2 separate regions of the Mus musculus genome follow, and region 2 is linked to region 1. The links are chromatin contacts, called in public Hi-C maps. All regions are on one chromosome and are shown on one strand. Each heading gives the region's core, a stretch centred on a gene start, on an enhancer-like site or on the middle of the called end of the contact. The rest is flanking DNA. Distances are from core to core; before and after follow the strand shown. Region 1 overlaps Zfyve9 (zinc finger, FYVE domain containing 9). Region 2 holds the start of Zfyve9 (zinc finger, FYVE domain containing 9).

Region 1 (7,332 bases), core at 365-2,864:
TTGTTGTTCTCTTAAGTCTTATATTTGGTGTGTTTTTCCTGGTTTCCCTATTTGCAAATCCCTTACTTTGGATTAAATGCTTGCAACCTAGTCTTCCTCCTTTTAGTGAACTCAGGCTCGTTTACCCTATCATAGAATTTATTTTGAATAAAATAGATGAAATTATGTTTATTGATATACTAGAAATTGATTTAACAAATACTATTTCCCCAAATGTCCTTATGTAGGAATATAAATATGAGCTTAATTTATAACATTATTACAAGCAGAATTTCACATATTAAACTTTAAAAAAAAAAACCTTATGTGAAAAATCTAAATATATAGACATTATAATGGCTGTGGTGGTGGGTGCCTTTAATCTCAGTACTTGAGAGGCAGAGGCTGGTGGATCTCTGTGAGTTTGAGGGCAACCAGGTCTACATAGTGAGTTCTAGGACAACCAGGGCTATATAGAGGGACCCTGTCTCACACAAAACAAAACAAAACAAAACAAAACAAAACAAAACAAAACAAAACAGTACACTATAACTCATGATCAGCAATAATCAGTACACTGCCTTTTGTCTGCACCTCTGTTTCATTTTTAACACTTTGGAGGTATTGGTGTACACACCTGTGTGTGCCTCTGTGTGTGTGTGTGTGTGTGTGACAGAGAGAGAGAGAGACAGAGAGAGAGAGAGAGAGAGAGAGAGAGAGAGAGAGAGAGAGAGAGAGAGCACAAGTGAGCACTTATAGAAGCTTATGAACATAGATGTTCTTCTTGCCTGTATGGATGTAGAGGCCAAAGGTCAACATTTTATCACTTCCTCGGTGATCTCTACACTTTTTTTCCTCAAGTCACAATTTTAATAATCCCTGTAAGAAACACCCCTTCAGAGAAAGGAACAATGCACCATCTAGAAGGAAACTGCTGCCAGAATTTGCTCTTTCGAGCTAGATTGGCTTATCAGCAGTCCTTTGGAATCTGCTTATATGTACTGTCCACAGCACTGGGGTTACAGTTTTATGCCACCATGCTCCAGCTTGTGCCTCTCTAGTCTTTTATATAAGTGCTACAGCTAAATTTAGGTCTTCATGCTTACACAAAGGGGTACCTTTGTCCACTGAGCCATTTCCCCAGATGACGGCTGCTGCTGCTGCTGCTTCTTCCTCTTCTTCTTCTTCTTCCTCTTCCTCTTTCTCCTCCCCCTCTTCCTTTTCTTTTTCCTCCTCCTCTTCTTCTTCCTCTTCCTCCTTTTTCCTCCCTCTCTTCCTTTTTTCCTCCTTCTCTTCCTCGTCTTCCTCCTCTCCTTCCTCCTCTTTTTCTTCCTTCTCTTCCTTCTTCTCTTCCTTCTTCTCTTCCTCTTCCTCCTCTTCTTTCTCCTCCTTACTCTTCCTCCTCCTTCTTCATAGGGTCTTCTATATTGCCCAGGTTAGCTTCAAACTCAGAATATAGCCAAAGATGACCTTGAACTTCTGACCTTCCAGCTTCCTACTTCCTGCCTTCACCTCCCTAGGAATATAGGTATTTGCCAGCACACTCAGTTTCTGCAGCACAGGATGTCATACTGAGGGCTTAGTGAATGCTAGGCACTGTAATAACTGAGCAAATCTCTAGGCCCATTTTTTTTTTTTTAAAGTTTTTTCGCGGGGCGTGGTGGCACACGCCTTTAATCCCAGCACTGGGGAGGCAGAGACAGGCAGATTTCTGAGTTCAAGGCCAGCCTGGTCTACAGAGCGAGTTCCAGGACAGCCAGGACTACACAGAGAAACCCTGTCTCGAATTAAAAAAAAACAAAACAAAACAAAAAAAAAACCCAAAAAAAAAGTTTTTTCAGATAAACTTTATATTCACGAAAAGACCTAAATTTTATTACACAGAGTTAGTGGTTTGTTTGTTTTTGTTTTTGTCTGTTTTGAGACAATCTCACTTTGCTTCCAAGATGGCTTGAAATCATTGACTCAGTTGTTCTTTCACTTCAGGCTCCCAAGACTACAAGGTTTACTGTATAGATTTAGCAAATGGAGGTATCCATGTAACCCACACCCCAATCATGTAGACTAGAGAGCATTTAATCTCCATAGAAAAATTCTCACTCAGTTACTAGTCTCCACTACTGTTCATTGTCTGTGCCTTGTCTTATACACAGACAATCCAAAGTTCCTTTCCCATTCCTGGGTATATAGGTCAATTTAATTGTGTTATTATTTATCTCAATCTAATAACACAATTAAATTGACATAAAATTCATTTGTTGTTTGTTTTTTAAGACAGGATTTCTTTGTGTAGCTCTGGCTGTTCTGGAACTCACAGAGATCCCCCTGCCTTTGGCTCCTGAGTGCTGAGATTAAAGACATGCACAACCACTGCCCAACTTTGTTATTTGAAATGTTCTGAGGCATTACCATTTGTCGACAGATAATTATAGGGCATTGTCTTAAATGTATTTTTCTTATGTCTAGCTAAAGATTAGATACTGTCATATTCTGGGGACATTTTCTTCAAAGCACAGCTGGAAATATTTGTCAGGTAGCCCTAAGTAGCTTTTACTGTTACCAACAAACTTACTATAATTACTTTTTTTTTTCCTTCAGATGAAACAGTTTCTCCTACTTTATTGGATACAAAGTGGAATAAGATTTTAGATCCCTCTTCTCACCCATTGTCTTTTAACCCTGCATTAGCCAGTGTGAATGAACCTACAGTTTCTGAGACAGGACCACAGCTGAAAGTCTTCTCTCTGGCTGGCTCAGCTCCCCTTACAAAGGAGGACAAAGATCCCTGTGCTAACGGACAGGACTGTAGTCTAAATCCAGAGACTGACACCATGTGGATTGATGAAAATGCTGTGACAGAAGACCAACTAATTAAGAGAAACTATAATCAGGATGATCAATTTAGTGCCGTTGAAGTGGGAGAGGAGAAATGTGGAAGCCTCACTTGTCTGCCAGACGAGAAGAATGTTCTGGTTGTAGCTGTCATGCATAACTGCGATAAAAGGACATTGCAAAGCGATTTGCAGGATTGTAATAATTACAATAGTCAATCCCTCATGAATTCTTTTAGTTGTTCACTGGATAATGAGACTAGACAAACTGATCAATTTAGTTTTAGTATGAATGGGTCCACGGAAAAAGGTATAAACTCGGAGAAACAAATGGATGCTTTGAATAAACCAAAACCAGAGAGGGATTCTGTGAATCATCTCTGTGCGGCTTCATCTAACAGTGCAACCAGTATCTCTTCCCCTTCACAATTGAAGGACGGTGAGAATGTGGGTAGAGACCCATCTACATCTACAGTTACAAGCTTAGCAGTTAATTCATCCCAGGGAATGGATGGAGGGCCTGCCATTAAACAGCAAGGAAATTATATGCCAGATGAGGATCTTTCTGGCATGAACAGCTCTTCCAGGACAGACCTAGGGATCTCCAACTCCTTTTCCCACTCAAGTGGAGAGCTCTTAATAAAAACAGAGCCAGCTGAGGAGAGGACAGCTGAAGACTCCCTCCCATCTGATTTATCTTTGAATCTCAAGCCGGATACTCCTGCTTTATCTGGAAGGGACAATTGCGAACAGTCTTCAGACTGCCTTGGGTCTAGTGAAACTAGAGCTGATGAAGATGAAGGTAATGACTCTCAGATGACTAATTGGAAATTAACGAAGCTAAATGAGATGAGTGATAGCCAAGTGAATGAAGAAAATCAAATGGCTTTACAGAGTAATCAACCTGAGGACACTAATAGTGGAGGCGAGTGTGTTGGAATGGCAGATTCTGATCTAGATTTCAAAGGAACTTGCATGAATGAGAGTGAAGGATATGATTTCTCCACTGTTAATGATGCACCAGCAGCAAATTCTCTATCTAATAGTTGTGATTCCTATGGAATGCAGAGCCCAATTGTATCTTTTGTTCCAAAGACATTACCCTCCAAAGAAGATTCAGTAACAGAAGAAAAAGAAATAGAAGAGAGCAAGTCAGAATGCTATTCAAATATTTATGAACAGAGAGGAAACGAGAATGCAGAAGGGAGTGGACTGCTTTTAAACAGCACTGGGAATGTAATGAAGAAAAATTATTTACATAATTTCTGTAGTCAAATCCCATCAGTACTTGGGCAATCTTCCCCCAAGATAGCAAACCTGCAATCTATTAGTGTTCCTTTTGGTGGTGCAAGACCCAAGCAACCTTCTAATCTTAAACTTCAGATTCCAAAGCCATTATCAGACCATTTACAAAATGACCTTCCTGCAAACAATGGAAATAATAGTAAAAACAAAAATGATGTTCTTGGGAAAGCAAAGCTAGGGGAGAACTCAGCAGTCAACGCATGCAGTGCGACTCTGGGAAACATCTCTGTAACTGATACAAATGGGGAACATTTAGAAACTTATGAGGCTGAGATCTCCAGTAGACCATGCCTTGCACTAGCTCCAGATAGTCCAGATAATGATCTCCGAGCTAGTCAGTTTGGAATTTCTGCAAGAAAGCCATTTACCACCCTAGGTGAGGTGGCACCAGTATGGGTACCAGATTCCCAGGCTCCAAACTGCATGAAGTGTGAAGCTCGGTTTACATTCACCAAAAGGAGGCATCACTGCAGAGCGTGTGGGAAGGTAAGTTGCATTTATCAGTTCAGGAACTTGGCATATTTTGTAATGCTGAACAAAAATTAAAGCATGATTAGGTGAATACTTCTAGTTTGAGATGACATTATAAATAACCTTTGAAAGCCCAGTTTTAGTGAGTGTCTGTATAAAATAAGAGCTTACTAATTGTTTGTGGGTGTCTTTTTTTTTTTTTTATTGCTGTTAGAAAGTATGCTATCTCAGTTTTTTGTGAAGAAAAGAGAATTGAGAATTAAGGAAGTACTTACTTTGTGATTTTTACATTAGTAGATACTTGTGGATACATAATCAATGGCATGGTTTGAATAAGGACATTGTTCTTCCAACTTAGGACACACTTGTGGTTTACTTCTTCTTGTTATTACTGAGTGTGGCTGTGTAGCCCTGGCTGATCTGGAACCTCTTTGTAGAGACCAAACTATCCTCAGACTTGAATCAGTTCTCCCACTTCTGATTCCTGCATGTAAGGAATTACAGACGGTCCAATCCCTGTGGTCAGTGGTTGGTTTTATTATATTTTATACTTAAAAATTAACTTACAGCAGGGCATGGTGGCGCATGCCTTTAATCCCAGCACTCGGGAGGCAGAGGCAGGCGGATTTCTGAGTTCAAGGCCAGCCTGATCTACAAAGTGAGTTCCAGGACAGCCAGGGCTATACAGAGAAACCCTGTTTCGAAAAACCAAAAAAAAAAAAAAAACCAAAAACAAACAAACAAAAATAATAATAATAATAACTTTCAGTGAGAATTTATCCTGCACTCCTTTTTTTTTTTTTTTAAGATATGGTTATTTGTAATGAATGTTCTTCCTGCATGTATTGCACCTTGTTTTGCTTGGTGCCCACAGAGGTCAGAGGGAGGCCTTCTACCCCGTGTAACTAGAGTTATAGATGATTATGGGCCACTATGTAGGTACTGAGAATTGAACCCCATGTCCTCTGCAAGATCAGTGAATGCTCTTAACTGCTGAGCCATCTCACAACCCTGATCTTGTACTTGTTTTTACATAGTTTTTCATGTACCAAATGTTCTGAGAGTTTTTATAAATACATACACATATTTTCTTCTATATGATTTTAATGTAGATATTTAAAGGCTATATAGATCTTTATTCTTATTAAGGATATAAGAATAATTTAATATTCCTTAACTCCAAATTCCGTTAGTAACACAATTTGTTTTTTTTGAATACTTATTTGTATGTGTTTGTGTGTGTGTGCGTGCGTGCATGCATGCGTGTGTGCACATATGTATATATACACCACATGTGTATGCATGCCTATGGGCCGTGGAGGCTAGAAGAGGATATTCGATTTCCTAGAACTGGAGTTACAAGTGTTTGTGAGCTGCCTGCTGCGTGCTGGGACCTGAACATGTGTCCTGGAAGAGCAGCAGAGACTTAGGGATAAGCACTGCTCTCCTAGTTCCCTCAATTGGTTTTCTAATAAGAATTGTAAATATGGAGAAAATAGTTTTTTAAAGAATGTGAAAATTTATGTGAGATTTAGATTAAAATCTTAGCTTTGTTTCTATTAATTATGTAATTTACCAAGCCTTCATTTTATAATATGTAACAAACAAAGCTAGTTTAAATACAAAAGTAGTATCAATAGTTTTTACTGGACTATTGTGAAGATCATGAGGTTACAGAAATAATAGTAAGTCTCAATAATTTATCTCTACCTCCTGTCTCATCTGATTTATCTGGTCATATGCTTTTAACATCAAGAAAAAGAATATCTAAACCTCGGCTATTTAAACACAGATACAACATTGATTTCACATAAGAAGCTATAAGACACAGGTTTGTTTGCTGCAAAGTCAGGAGGAATATGGAAGATCTTTTGATCATCTTATGGTCTTGCATTAGTAGTTGAACTCCATCAAGTTCACCTGGGAAACTTCCTAACGGAAAAGAAACTAAACTCCTTACTAGTTTCTTACTGCGGTGAAAAGAATCCTAGCATCTTCCATCAATTCATTGACCAGTTCTGGGCAATGGGCCTTATGTCAGTTACTGGATTAAACCCAGATTAGCTTAATCATTACTTATTTCCTAGTCTTAGCATAGTGTAGCCTGATCAAAAATTTGTTAACAGAAAAAGAAGGAGAACAGATCATGTGTGAGCAGTTAGGAAAAATTACTTGGGGGTGGGGAGATGACACAGTAAGTACAATGCCTGCTGTGCAAGCCGCCATGACCTAAATGTGGACTCCAGTACTCATGAGGAAGAAAAGAAGGAAGGAAAAGAAAGAAGCCTAATGTCAGTGTTGAGAAGATAGAAATAGAATAATTCCTGAGGCTTGTTGCCATCCAGTCAGTGAGCTGCAGGTTCAGTGAGAGACCCTCTCTCAGAAGAATAAGGTGAATGACTGGGGAAGACATTTGACACCATCCCTTGCTTCTGTACAGACTCATACTCACATAAACATCCACGTGCACACATAACATATGCACACATATATACCCACATGCATAAATACATGCCTACATGCTTACATATACACCCACATGCACACATACACACCCACTTTCACACATGCAGGTGAATACACACGTAAGGAAGGATTACTAGAAGGTAACTAAATCAGTGACAGGGTGAAGTGGGAAGCAAAAAGAAGTTCAAGTTGAGAGTGATAAAGGAAGACAACAGAAGCCTTCCATTGACCTCTGTGACCATACTTGCATACTCACTTGAGTACACCACCACACACACAC
Region 2 (7,507 bases), core at 3,589-6,088, 60 kb before region 1:
AGAGAAAGCATTCTAAAGGAAGTGTGGCTAGATATGGCTGAAACATGGGATTTGGAAGTACTATTTTTTGCAATCTTTAAATCTGAAATTATTCCAAATTATAAAGTAAAAATTTCCCACAAGCACTTAACATTTTATTTATTCCTTTCTAAATATATGTATACTGGAACTGGAACAATGGCTCAGGAGTTAAGAGTCTGTATTGGTCTTGCAGAGGACTGGATCTGGTTCCTAGCATGCATGCCATTGGCTCACAGCCACTTAACTCTACCTTCAAGAGATCTGAAACCTCTGGCCCCTGAAGGCAACTATAATCCCAAGTATAGACTGGCACACAGGCACACACATAGACACATTTATTAAGAATAACAAAAATGAATCTTTAAGTATACTTTATATGTATAAAATAATTGAATCATACATTCTTTTTTACTTTATACTTTTATTAATTTGGTATTAAATCATGAGCAGTTTCAATGTCATTTAAAATAATTTAAAAACAATTAATGGGGGCTGGAGAGATGGCTCAATGGTTTGGAATGCTTACTGCTCTTGCAGAGGATCAGGGTTCAGTTTCCAGCACTTACATGATGTGGTTCAAAGCCACCTGTAACTCCAGGTTCGGGTGTCTGATGCCTTCTGGCCTTCTTCGGTACCTGTATGCATGTGATGTACATAAACTCACACAGGCACACACACATATATTACAAAAAAGATTAATAGATGAACAATATTTTTGTGGAGATAATGTAATTTATTTTAGGTTATCCTTCTATTTTTATGTCAATAACCAAAACATAATGAACATTTTTATATATCTTTTATATAGTTACTTCTTTATGTTCAATACCTATGCTGAAATTGATTTCTTAAAAAAAAAAATTTATTTTATTTATATGAGTACACTGTAGCTGTCTTCAGACACACCAGAAGAGGGCATCAGATCCCATTACAGATGGTTGTGAGCCACCATGTGGTTGCTGGGAATTGAACTCAGGACCTCTGGAAGAACAGACAGTGCTCTTAACCGCTGAGTCATTTCTCCAGCCCCTGCTTTGTTTGTTTGCTTGTTTGTTTTTAATGATTGTATTTGTGTGTGTGTGATGGGTGCATCATGTATAGAGGTCAGAGCATATACAGATCAGGGGATAACTTGCAGGTCTTCCTTTCTACCACGAGGGTCCAAGAACATCAGGCTTACAGCTAAGTCCCTTTACTCACTGAGCCATCTTGTAGGCTGCTTTATTCTTTTGTAGGGATTAGGATGACCTAACAAGCCCCCGGATGCCCCCAGGTTCCTTTTTCAGCTTGGGATGGATGCTTAACTGACGTGGGACCTGCTTTGGGGCTTATCTGCCTTACAAGACTCTGGATTTGGGGTTTGACTCTGGGCAGCATTTGTTGAGGGAAGAAGCTGTGAGAGATCACAGCTGTAAGCAGCAGGGTAGGTTCAGTTCTGGGCTACAACTCTCAAAGGGAATTCTTATTTTTAGGTCCTGAAAATTGAAAGCAAGCCTTAAAAAGTCACTGAGCAGGTAAGATGTAAGCTATCTAGTTCAGCTTGAGAGTAGCCATGTTGAGACCAGTTCTAGGGATACAGAGATGATTAAAACACTGCACCTGGCCCACAGGCTCACAATCTGATAAGGGAGGCATACAGGGAAATATGTATTGACCTTGTACTGATGAAGAATTATAACTTGGGAAAGTACAGGGTTAAAAAGAACGCAGATGAGATTTTATGTTTCTCTTTCAACAAAATTTATACAGTATATATTCTTATACACAAATATAAAATTTATTTATTTTACTCTCTTTCCCCTTTCCCTTCTGTAAACTTAAAATTTATTCAAATATCCTAGATCAAAAGGTTTGTACCTTTGTGTGCAGGGAGGTGTGTGAAAGGAGAAGGATAATTTAACAAAACAAGAAGTAGAATTTGTTAGGTTTTGTGACCAACTGTCCAGTAGTGAGTGCTAACAATTAAATATGATAACCAGAATCTGGATTAGGCACCTGTTAGATGATGATGTCACTGAATCTCTCTCCCGCCCCCATTTAAAATTCTGAGATGAGACTATTGGTATGTTGCCTACATTGGTATGCTTCCAACTCCTGGACAATAGTGATCCCTTTGCCTCAGCCTTTGAAGTAAACAAATATACAAGTGGATGAAGAGAAGCACTCCTGGCTTCACCCAAAGTTTAAAGAGCAAAGAAAATTCTACTAAAGATGATCCCAAACTTCCATGAAAACAGTCTTACAATATTGATTTTCTAAAGGATGTCAATTCTATAGACATGGAAGTGGGGAATTCTACAGGGGGGGGGCGTTAAGCTATACTTTAAAGTCATCGGAGAGTGGTGGAAATCAATGCAAACAGAAAGTGGCAGAATCAAGACAACTGACTTCGAGTTGAAGTGGTTTGAAACAGAAAGAGATCTTAGGCAGAAGAAAGGAGGCAGGTGAGAGATAGGTCAGGAGCTGAGAGTAAGATGAGGAAGCAGGAGGGGAAACAGTCTTGGATGAAATGGGAGCAGACAAAAGGAGACCTACTGTGGGTGCATGCATGCCTCCTGGGTAGTTGGTTCTCTCCTTCTATCTTGGGGTTCCAGAGATAAAACTCAGATCACTAGGTGTGGCCCTTTACCCACTGAGCCATCTGGCCAGCATATGACAGAACGATTTTAAGCAAGTTACTATCAAGCAGCTTCCCTCAGCAAGAGTTTGAATAGAAGGGAAGAACGTGTGAGGCAAGAAGAAACTGGTCCTGGGAACAAATGAATCATCTTCATGCTGTAGCTACACCCTAGACGTCCTGATTATTCACAAACAAATGTAGGTTTTCTGCAGTGGCAGTGAGCTTGGATTGGAAAGGACAGTGCCAATGTCATGTCAGGGAGCCAAACTGATGGAAATTAAAGGGCCCATGCTAAAGCACAAATGGTATCAATAGCAACTCACTCTAACAGTGTTCTCTTGTTACTGTAGAAAAGACTGCTATCAGACAGGAGACCCTAGGTTATAGGGACTCCTTGCGGCTTTTCTCTCGGTTGGATGCCCCTTGGTGGTGGTGCCGAAGTACTGAGTTCTTAGAGATGCTGTGAGGATGAATCACCATTTCCTCCGAGCTGGTTTCTGTCGTTACAAAAAGGGGATAGTGATTGTGTGTGTGTGTGTGTGTGTGTGTGTGTGTGTGTGTGTGTGTAATGTGACTCAGAGATAAGTGGCAAAGGCAGACTTGGGACTGTACAGGAACAGCTTTCATTGATGAGAAAAGAACTGCTAGGTTATATTTTTCTCTGGGTGGCTGCTCAATTATTACTTGAACAGCTCCTGGACTCCTTATGTAATTTCCCCATGTCTTGTTACTATTATCCCATAATCTAAGGTAAGGCAAGATTGCTTATAATATTTTATAATATTTTCATGCAGGAAAAATGTGCTGGTTCTATTTTGATATCTGCTGTGCTGTAGAATGTCAAAGGATCCAGTGTACTAGGTTCTCCTCTTCAGAGGAGGATGTTACATAAATGCACGAGTGAAATTCAGGGAAATTTCACTTAGACCAGGATGATGAGAATGACCTTTTGATAGGAACACACACACACACACACACACACACACACACACACACACGCGCACACGCACACACACACACACACACACACACACAGACACACACGAGCGGGGTTGGGGAGTGTGGTGGGATAAACACACACAGATGGGCACAATCTCCAGATTAAGAATGACTAAGTAAGTGTTAGGGTGTTCTGGAATTAACAAAAATTGGAACTATAGGCCCGTCCTTCCATCCCCAACCTTCACAACCAGCTAGGCAGGCAGGAGAAAACAGAGGTTCAAAAATATTACATAACTTGCCAGGGTCATAAAACTCTACATGATGTAACTGGAACCAGTGGCATCAGGATCTGCCTGACACCAAAGTCCTTGCTTGTTCCAGTATAGCTCCCAGAAACAAAACCAACCAACCAACCAACCAAACAAACACAGTATTTGGGAATTTGAGGGACCAGGGGATTTAAAATTTTTTTTTTCTTTTTCCTATTTCCCTTCTGACAGTCTTTAGTTGTGACGTTATGTTAGCATCCTAGAGGCTGGGCAAGATCAAACAGGAGGCATTTGTAAACAAAATGACTGCATAGCCTTTAATATAACCACAACAATTTCCTTCTTTCAGAGTTTTTATCTAGGATTTGATAAGGGGTGGGTGACCCAGAAGTGGTAGAGGTGGTGGCCAGGGTTAAGTTAGTAAAAGGATGAGTCTTTTCTTACCTTTAAGTTGTTTATCGGTTTCAGGACAACCCGTTGGTTATTCTCTTCTCTTTGTCAGCGTTTTTTAAATTTTGTTTTGTTTTGTTTGTTTGTTTTTTGTTTTCTCCCCCCTACTTTGTAGGTAAGGATAGGGTTTAAGGAATTCTATAGCACATTTCTGTAGTGAATCTGCACAGTAGCTCCAAAAAAGTTGAGGTCAAAGATGATTCCTTTATCTGCTTTGGGAAGGGATTGTGCATGTGCTTAGGAAAAGAAAAAAGGGATTTGTTCTGGGTCACGCTCCTTTCATACTGACGCACTGAGGGAATTAAAAGGGACCCCCTGTCTCCACGAGAAATGAACCGAGATTCCCTCACATTCCCGCTCTCGGAGACGAGTGACGAAAGCATTCACATACCTTCTTGGAGGGAAGAAAAAGGTGCTGGGGTCTGACGGGGGTGGGGTGTGGGGGGAGCCGACAGCTTCCGGCTCCCGGGAAGCCGCGTCAGGGGCGGGCCACGGGCCGCGGGCGGCGCAGGGCGCACGGGGCCCCGCCACCCCCAGGCCGCGCTGCCTCGCGTTCCCTGCCGCTCGTGCCCGGTGCGGCCGCCGCAGTCCCGGCGCCGTAGCGGGACGTGGGGTCCAGGGGGCGCTGTGGCCCAGCGGCGCGGGCGGCTGAAGCGGCCACCGCGGCGGCGCCCGAGGCTTCGCCGAGCCCGTCTGCCTGCATCGCCTCGGTTGTCCCGCCGTAAGCTGCGCCCCCGGCCGCGCTCGGCCGCGCTCGGCCGCGCTTTCCCGGACCCGCGTGGCTGAGGCGGCTGGAGGGGCGCTGGGCCTCAGTCCCGGCCGCTGAGACCGCAGCCCCCTCAGGAGTGCGAGGCTTCGCGGCGGAGCCCCGCTGAGGACGAGGCTCTCGGCTGAGTGACGACCCCCGGGCCATGGAGAGGCGGTGAGTGTGGCGCGCTGCGGTTCGGGGCTCGTCTGCTTGCGCCGCCCAGGGGTCCTGGCGCCAGCTATTGGGCCGGGCGGACGGAGCGTCCTGCCAGTGCGGCCGCCGCGGGCACCCCGGAGCTCTGGGGCCTCGGCCCTTTCTCCGTGGGTCCCCGGGAGATTGAAGGCGTGCGGGGGGCGACTAGGCCCCGAGTCGCCGGGAAGCCCTTAGCCGGGCCTGGGTTCCGGCGCGGCCGGGTACGTGAAGATCGGGCTGGCGGCCGCACCGGTGCCCTTCGCGTTTGTCCCGGGCGGGGCCGAGCGTGCCTTCCTTCCCAGGGCCCTTCGAGCACATCCCGGAGGGAGGCAGAGGACGCTTGTTTGCAAACAGCTTTGGCTTGCCTGCTCCGCGTACTGAGTCCTGCGGAGCCACCCCCTGGGTGGGGAGTGGTGAGTATTGAGGTGCAGAGAGTGCGGGGCACTCGGAGCCCCTGGTACTCCAGGAGTAGCATTCACGCCTCCCTTGCTGGAGACACAGCCTTTTGCGTCCTTTTTTGAGGTGAAATTTCATCACCTGCCGCTAGCTCATCCTTTCCTCCTTATGTTACATCTTGTCTCTGAGCGAGGTCTGCTTTGGAGAAAGCCCCATCCCATCTTTGCTATGCTAAGTTTCCTAGCTACTCACAGTTAAAAAAAGAAAAAAAAAATCTTTTAGGAAGATGTCTTTTCCACCTTTAGAGAGACAGGAAATGTTTTAATGCCCCAGTCCTTGGTACAAAAATGTTTTACTCAAATAGAGAACGGATGGCAAGAAGATTTTAAATCATACTAATTACCCTAATTGCAAGGACATGCCGAAAATGGGATATAAACTCAGTTGTACAAGAAAAATGATTTGTTTTGTTCTGGTAAGGATGTAAAAAAAAGTTAGTGATTGTAGTTTGACATTACACGTCAGATATTGGGTGCTTCTTGTTTATGATAAATGTGATTACAGGTTATTCTCATTTTTCTACTATATAGGACTTATATGTACATCTAGAACGTCAATGCATGAAAATATGTATATATAGTAGAAAATTTGGATACGCAGAGAGGTACTATATTGGCTTTCAATATGTACTTAATAACTGGAGAGAGATTACTAGTAATGTCATATGTTTTGATGGTCATTCAAAGTTTACAGTGAGAGTGTACTGATTTATAAAATTATTATTATATTTTGGAATTAAATTAAGAATGCCTGACTGGTCCACTTTACAGCCAGACATTTGTTTAAAATTTATAAAATATGTTACTAATTATCAGAGTTAGAGCCATCAGTTAATATGCATAGTTACCTGTAAGACTCCTGACTTAACCTTCCTACAGAGCGTGGGAATCTCCTGAGGTCTAAGGGGGTCATCATGTTGATGAATTTTGAGGACCCATTGTGTTAGTGTTGTAGCCTTGCCTTTGTCAGATCTTGTGTAAGCATTTTTAACTGTAAAACATTGGCTTGATTAGTATGTTGGTTAACTTAGGTTTTAAAAGTCGAATTCTTTTCTCAGTGTGTCTCTAAAGACCAATGTTAGAATTGGGGGTACTGATTAAAATATTCTATTCCTGGTCCCCTAAATCAGAATTGTAGGTATAACTCGAAGATCTTGATTTTTTTAAATCAACCTTCCTGATTCTTAGTACTACTAAATTTGGACATAATTGATAAAAGAGATTCGCTTAGGTGGACACAATTGTCCTCTCTCTAGCAAAACTATTACTCTTAAGTGGCTTACAGATGGTCTTCATAGCAACAGATAATGGTTTTGTAATGCAGATAGAAAAACAGCTGTTTCAGTCAACAAACATGGTAAGCCTTTGGTGGGAATGTTAAGGAAAACTATCTGGTTATTCATCTTGGCAATGAATAAATGTCAATATTGTCTGTAAAATGCTGTTAGGTATTTAGAAGGCTTTTAGAAGACAGCATACAAAAAGTATTGTATAAATTTTTAAAATATAATTTTAGGTGATAATAATATCAGGTTCTGTTTTAGGTGTTCTGGGAAATACAAAAATGACCAAGGTTTCTGCTAGCAATTAGCTAATTGTGGAAGCAGGACAAGTTTAATTAACTGTTACATGGCTGGGTCAGAAAAGTGTTGTAACTGAGTGAAATGAGGTAGATCTCTGCTTAGGGCTTCTGTGTCTCATCCAGGATCTTGCCCTTCAAGATGCATCCCTAAGGAATGGGAGGTCACTCTAGAAGAGGACTTGCTTAGAATGTGTAAGCCCCCCAGTTTAATTCTCAGAATTGAGAAAA

The links. A called contact is a pair of places that touch in the nucleus more often than the background predicts.
Region 2: a contact with region 1 is called in a Hi-C map of morula, with 2.1 times the contacts expected there. The contact joins the promoter of Zfyve9 here to the enhancer-like site in region 1. A contact is called at or near these places in 12 of 39 promoter capture datasets (the 3T3-L1 cell line, 3T3-L1-derived adipocytes, the HPC-7 cell line and 7 more), 6 of 484 Hi-C or Micro-C datasets (the C10 cell line, the HPC-7 cell line, embryonic fibroblasts and 3 more), 7 of 115 datasets of contacts at active chromatin or transcription factors (cardiomyocytes, embryonic stem cells, intestinal villus epithelium and 2 more) and 2 of 9 other capture datasets (adipose tissue and pancreatic islet).

Annotation. Positions count from the first base shown.
Region 1 is chr4:108,715,058-108,722,389 of GRCm38.p6, reverse strand. Zfyve9 (zinc finger, FYVE domain containing 9) reads left to right here. Exons shown (of 19, transcript NM_001384118.1): 4 at 2,578-4,601. Among named protein-coding and RNA genes, the nearest start is that of Zfyve9, 62 kb to the left of the region's middle. Within about 2 kb of position 1,614, at least 4 of the 459 cell types and tissues checked have an H3K27ac peak or open chromatin away from gene starts, as enhancers often do. A contact at or near this core is called in morula, where this site is marked.
Region 2 is chr4:108,778,170-108,785,676 of GRCm38.p6, reverse strand. It overlaps Zfyve9 (zinc finger, FYVE domain containing 9), which reads left to right and starts at 4,838. Exons shown (of 19, transcript NM_001384118.1): 1 at 4,838-5,224.